2 separate regions of the Ovis aries genome follow, and region 1 is linked to region 2. Evidence: chromatin contacts called from public Hi-C data. All regions are on one chromosome and are shown on one strand. The core of a region is the stretch at or near the end of the contact, and the rest is flanking DNA. Distances in the headings are between cores, read along the strand shown.

Region 1 (2,700 bases), core at 160-2,659, 260 kb after region 2:
AAAGTTAGGATTCTTCTGTTCTAAGGGTTCTAGGCAGCATACAACTTTATCTTAAGTGAAAAATAGGCATTTATTGGAAGGAGAGAGGATAGATCAGAGAATCCAAGGAAAAGCTAAACAACCCAGACCCAGGAAGGGAGAGGAGTAGCCCTGGGCTCCACGAGGTGGACTCCAGGCACTGCTGCAGGGTGAGCAGGCTCCAAGATTTAGATTTTAAGACAGGTCTAGTCCCAGCACATCCTTACCCTTTGGTACCTTGATCAACAAGCTCAGTCAAGCTTCAAGTAGTGGAGAAAGAGAATTACCTTTAAGTAAATCCAAGGGCCAAATTGGAGGATGAGTTCAGAGAAAAGTTTGCTCTGGGTACCACTAATACATCCAACAGCTTTGCAGAATTAGAGGAAGACCTTCCCTGTGGGTAGATGCAGCCTTCACCCTTAATGAATGGCTTGATAAACACAGGAGGGACTAGGGTTCAACCCTCTAGGGGCTTCATTGCTCAGGGGCCCTTGCACAGGGCAGAACCTGCCTAACCATCTGTGGCCACCCTTCCTCCACTACCAGGCACAAAGAGAGGTTGAGAGAAAGACTGTGTGGCTAGGAGTGAGCTCTGAAGCTGCCACAGTCCCTGGAGTGGTCCAGGAGCACAGGGAGTCAGGCTGGGGAGAGAAAGGAGGCATGCAACTCGCAAAGAGAAACTGAGCCTAGATGCTCTTGAAATGCAGAACCGTTCTGCGTTTCTGATGGCTTTCCACTTCTGGACCCTCCTGAAGTCTTTAGGTTCAGCAAGGCGCTCCCATCTCCTGAATGTGAGCTCTCTCCTTTGCTCAAGCTGGCTGCCTTTCTGCCCCAGCTGACTCTTGACAAGGACGGAGGAAGCATTTGGTTACAGCTGTCATTCTCCTGGGTTGACAGGGAGACATTTTTGCTGAACACCACTGGGAGGTGAGATGCCAATGACATCCGGTCTACTAAAGGGAGTGGCATGGTGCTGGAATCCCTGGAGGTAGCGATGAAAAATGATGTTGGATTCTCTGAAGTTGATGGATGAGAATATACCCACCTCCACCCCCTGAACTGCAGCTATTCTAGGAAAGAGGCTCTGGCAGCATTGAGAGAAGCTTCCACAAGGAGGAGCCTCTGCGGGTAAATGAAAAGAGATCCGTTTGATTAGCCCTAAATGAGTCCTGCTAGACCTTCTGACTCCAGGCCTTTCCCATTTTTGTGGGTCAGATGGCCCAAGATGATGAGCCATAACCAGCGACACGATAAATGTGGCACTTTCTCCCTCCCCTGTAACACTCCTCATCCTGGGAATGTGGGGGGAGGATTACTTTATATCAGGTCTGTGATTTCATAATACTGATTGATCTGCTGTGCAAATACAGGGTAACCTTGTGTAAACTGAAATGTCCCTCCTCTGGTTCACAGTACCCTCAGTGATAACACTGATGGGAATGGAGTGAATGATCGAAGTTCCTCGGTGTAATGCTGTATTGTTGTCGTTTTAGGCTCTAAGTCGTGTCCGACCCTCTTGTGACCCCATGGACTGTAGCCCACCAGGCTCCTCTGTCCATGGGATTTCCCAGGCAAGAATTCTGGAGTGGGTTGCTGTTTCCTTCTCCAAGGAATTTCCCAAACCAGGGATTGAACCCACGTCTCCTGCGTGGGCAGGAGGATTCTTTACCACTGAGCCATCTGGGAAGCCACATAGCAAGAATATCCATGCAAAATAAAGCCAGGCAGCAAGCAACAGAGACCAGAGAGAGAGAAAAAGGAAAGAGAAAGAACTTACCTCTGAAGTTCCAAAGGGTTTTCACCAATAACTTACCTCCAAACTGACCTCTGTGAGTTTGACTTTGTATTCAAAGGAGAAAGTCACATCAGAGATTCCAGATTTTGGAGTGGTCTTCCTCAAGAAAAAAAGATTTAATCACTATTATAAAATTGTTAGGAAACCAACAGCAGGCCAGGTTTGCCTCAAATGCTACTGTTTGCCAACCCCTGATCTAATGGATCAAAAAGCACACCCTATGACTTAAAAACACAACACCTAAAATATGTTATCATCTTACACTCAGGTCTTAGGAAGGGAGAAGTAAGGGCCCCCAAAACTCAAGCTTCATGACCCTCACACCCCCTTAAGATCAGTCATTTCATTTGTTTGCATCTATTATTATTTTTGGGGGGGTGGTGGTGGTGAATGTTGTATCAGATTAAACTCAAGTACTGCCTCATGATTGCATCAGTTTCTGAGTCTGTCTTCAAGGCACCTGACAGCTGGCAAATGGTTAAGAATATTTATACTCTTTCTCTTTTAACTGTACCAAGCAAAAAGAGAAAGAAAGAAAAATCTATCCTGCCAGTACTCTCTGTTCTCCTTTGGAAACCAATTTAGCAGTGCCCTGCACTCAATTGGCTCCCACTAACAACACAGATAAGCTTAATAATAGGTGTGAGGCACCGTGCTAAGTGCTTTAAAGGCATTTTCTTATTTAATCTTCTTGATAACCCTGGGAGGCAATGTGGGGGGCACTGTTGATTGCCTACTCAGCAACCAGTCTGGCTTTTCTTGAAATCCAGAGACGCATGTAGCCCACGTGACTGAGGGCCAGCCAATCCCGTCCCCCAGCTGCAGGAGTGGACTCTGATTGGTCTAAACTTGGTAATCCCATTTTGCTGCCTGTGATTGGCTCAGGG
Region 2 (2,700 bases), core at 137-2,636:
CCACACTAGACGGCAGGTGGTTTGTTCGGCAGTTTTTAAATGTATTCATTCGCTTTGGCGTGCTCAGTTGCTTTAGTCATGTCCGACTCTGTCACCCCATGGACTGTAGCCCGCCAGGCTCTTTTGTCCATGGGATTATCCAGGCAAGAATACTGGAGTGGGTTGCCATGCCCTCTTCCAGAGGATCTCCCCAACCCAAGGATCGAACCTGAGTCTCCTGTGTCTCCTACATTACAGGTGAATTCTTTACCCACTGAGCCACCTGGGAAGCAAACCCCCGCCCCACAACTTTTTTTTTTTCTTAATATTTATCTTAATTCCAAGGACTATAGTCCTGCTCGCCTAATCGGATATAGGGCAGCCTGGATTCATGGAAGGCAGGAAGGAAGGACCTCAGGGTTTTGCAAGATGCAAACAAAGAAAATAGTTACCTGATCAGGCTGAGTGGGGAAACCCAAGCTGTATTCTTTCTTGGCATTTTTAATTCTGTAACAGCTATTCATCAGGAGCACTTCGTGAGCTCTTGTTGTTTTCTGATGGGTAGTTTCCTGTGTCTTTGATTTTACCATTGAACCAATGCATCCTCTTTCCAAATACCTGTAGAAAGCTACTGGGCTGGCAGTTATTCACACTTTAGTATTAGCTAGTCTTCATACAGCACTTTAAGTTTTGTAAAGGCAGCTTCATCACATCTACCCTCTCACTTGTGCTCATGAAGGAGGCGTTAGTGCCCGAGGAACCATGGGCTCCTAGTCCAGTGATTTTTGCACTGCCCCAAGGATGCACTAGCTGGGAGGTGTTAAATGAATGGCAGCTCAGAGAGCTGAGAGCGAGAAGACCCTGAGCACTTGCCCGGAGGGAGGGTGTGCGTGGGCGGGGTGGTGGTGGTGGGTGGAAGGGGACTCTATGCTCTTTTGCCCTCCCTTTCTTACGGAACCTTGTCTAACTCTGAATCTAGGCTTCCCGGAGCCCGAGATCTAAGGCTCATGGTGCAGAGGGGGCAGCTACACACGTCTGCAGCCCCCAGTATCCAGAAAAGGGGCAGGGGGCAATTAAGGTCTAGGTTAAACCAGCCTATAGAGCCTCTCCCCCCCCCCCGCCCCCCATTTCAGAGACTGGCTCCCCACACCCCAGCTCGGCTGGGGCTCCTCGCCGCCGCGGTCACAATCCGGCTCCTCCATCCCGGCCCTCGCGGCCCCTCCTCCGGGCCCCCGGCTCCTCCGGGCCCCCGGCTCCTCCGCCCCCGGGAGGCCGGACTCTGCCCCCGGCCCGCCTTCCCCCGCCCTCCCGGGGGCGGTGGCCCGTGGCGGGCGCGCTCATTGGCGGTGGCGCGCGCGAGGGCCGGGACCCGCAGCGCTGATTGGCCAGCGCGGCTCGGCGGAGCCCAGAAGCCCGGCGAGTCGCTGGGGGAAGCGAGGCAGAGACCGGCCGCCGCCGGAGCGCAGGACGCCGATCGCTCAAGTCGCAGCCGGGCGGATTGGAGTCCGCACATTGGAGCAGAGGCCTGGAGGTAAGGACCTGGCGCCGGGTCGCTTGAGGCGAGCCCTTTCGCGCTAGCTGAGATGGAATCCTTCGGCCCTGCCCCCTAGGGAGCAAAAACGGGGCATCTTCTCTTAAGAGACCGAGCCCTCATCTTTCCGAGACGCGGGTCCCTCTGTCCCGAAAAGAGACAGCCGTCCACCGTCCAGAGAGCAAAATAGTTTCCTTTTCCCTTCGGACATGGGCCCCCCAGCTCTAGAAATAAGATTGCTCTCCCCACATTCCCCCTTGGAATGGAACGTGCTTCCCTCCGCCCCCAAAGTGGGTTCCAGCCTCCCCGGGTTTCTAGGGCCCATCATTTCTTGGGAGACGCATGCCTCTACCCCGTCCCTAAAAAACTAAGTTTGGATTCTTCTCCCCACCCTCCCTTCTCAGCTCGGAGATAACGGGGTGCTTCCCCCCAGGAGGGAAAATAAGCCCCTCCCTAAAAGAAGGATATCGCTGGCCAGAGACGCTGCATATAACCCTCAAATGCAATCAGACCTCCGTGTAACCCCACCCCCCCAACTCAGAAACTGGACTCAATTCCCTGTCTCCCCCCGCGCCAACCCCTCTTCATCCATCAGAGAGAGAAGATTGATTGCCTTGAACACCTTTACATTTAAGGCATTTGGGAGATTACTCCTCTTTCTCAAGATGCAAGAGGAGGGGTTTTCACATTCAGAAACAGGGCAAGGCTCCGGTCACTCGTCTGGACCAAGCCACACACCTCACCCCACCCCTTTAACGCTTTTGCGTTAAATCCCATCCCATTAACCACCACCCCTACCCTGTCCCATCCCTCCCACCTCTCTACTCCACCTAATCCCATCTCCTTTCCTCTCCCACGATTGCCAGAGATAAGAGCAGAGGTTGAGGTTTAGTAAGAAGTTTAGAAGACTGAAACCCTTAGAACTGGGCTCCTCAGCCTAGAGATCATACCGGAGCCGCCAAACTGCCAGCAGAGATGGCCTCTGAGGCAGCAGGACCAGTGAGGACCACCGCCCCCCCCCGCCAAAACACACACACATACACAAAGGACTGTGTTCCAAATAAACTCCCCTGAGACGGACCAACCCCTCTCCTGGAGAAGAGGGTGTCCATGCAGAGAGAAGGGCCCCCATTTGCCTCCTGGGGCTCCCCCTTCCTAGCTCCTGTGGACATTGCCCTGTGGAATTCCCT

The links. A called contact is a pair of places that touch in the nucleus more often than the background predicts.
Region 1: a Hi-C map of liver shows a contact between it and region 2, with 4 times the contacts expected there. The contact joins the enhancer-like site here to the promoter of ABAT in region 2. A contact is called at or near these places in 7 of 16 Hi-C or Micro-C datasets (blood, hypothalamus, liver and 2 more).

What each region holds. Positions count from the first base shown.
Region 1 is chr24:8,360,057-8,362,756 of ARS-UI_Ramb_v3.0, forward strand. No RefSeq gene overlaps it. Among named protein-coding and RNA genes, the nearest start is that of TRNAS-GGA, 23 kb to the left of the region's middle. Within about 2 kb of position 1,410, at least 2 of the 54 cell types and tissues checked have an H3K27ac peak or open chromatin away from gene starts, as enhancers often do. A contact at or near this core is called in liver, where this site is marked.
Region 2 is chr24:8,099,388-8,102,087 of ARS-UI_Ramb_v3.0, forward strand. It overlaps ABAT (4-aminobutyrate aminotransferase), which reads left to right and starts at 1,387. Exons shown (of 16, transcript XM_004020759.6): 1 at 1,387-1,510.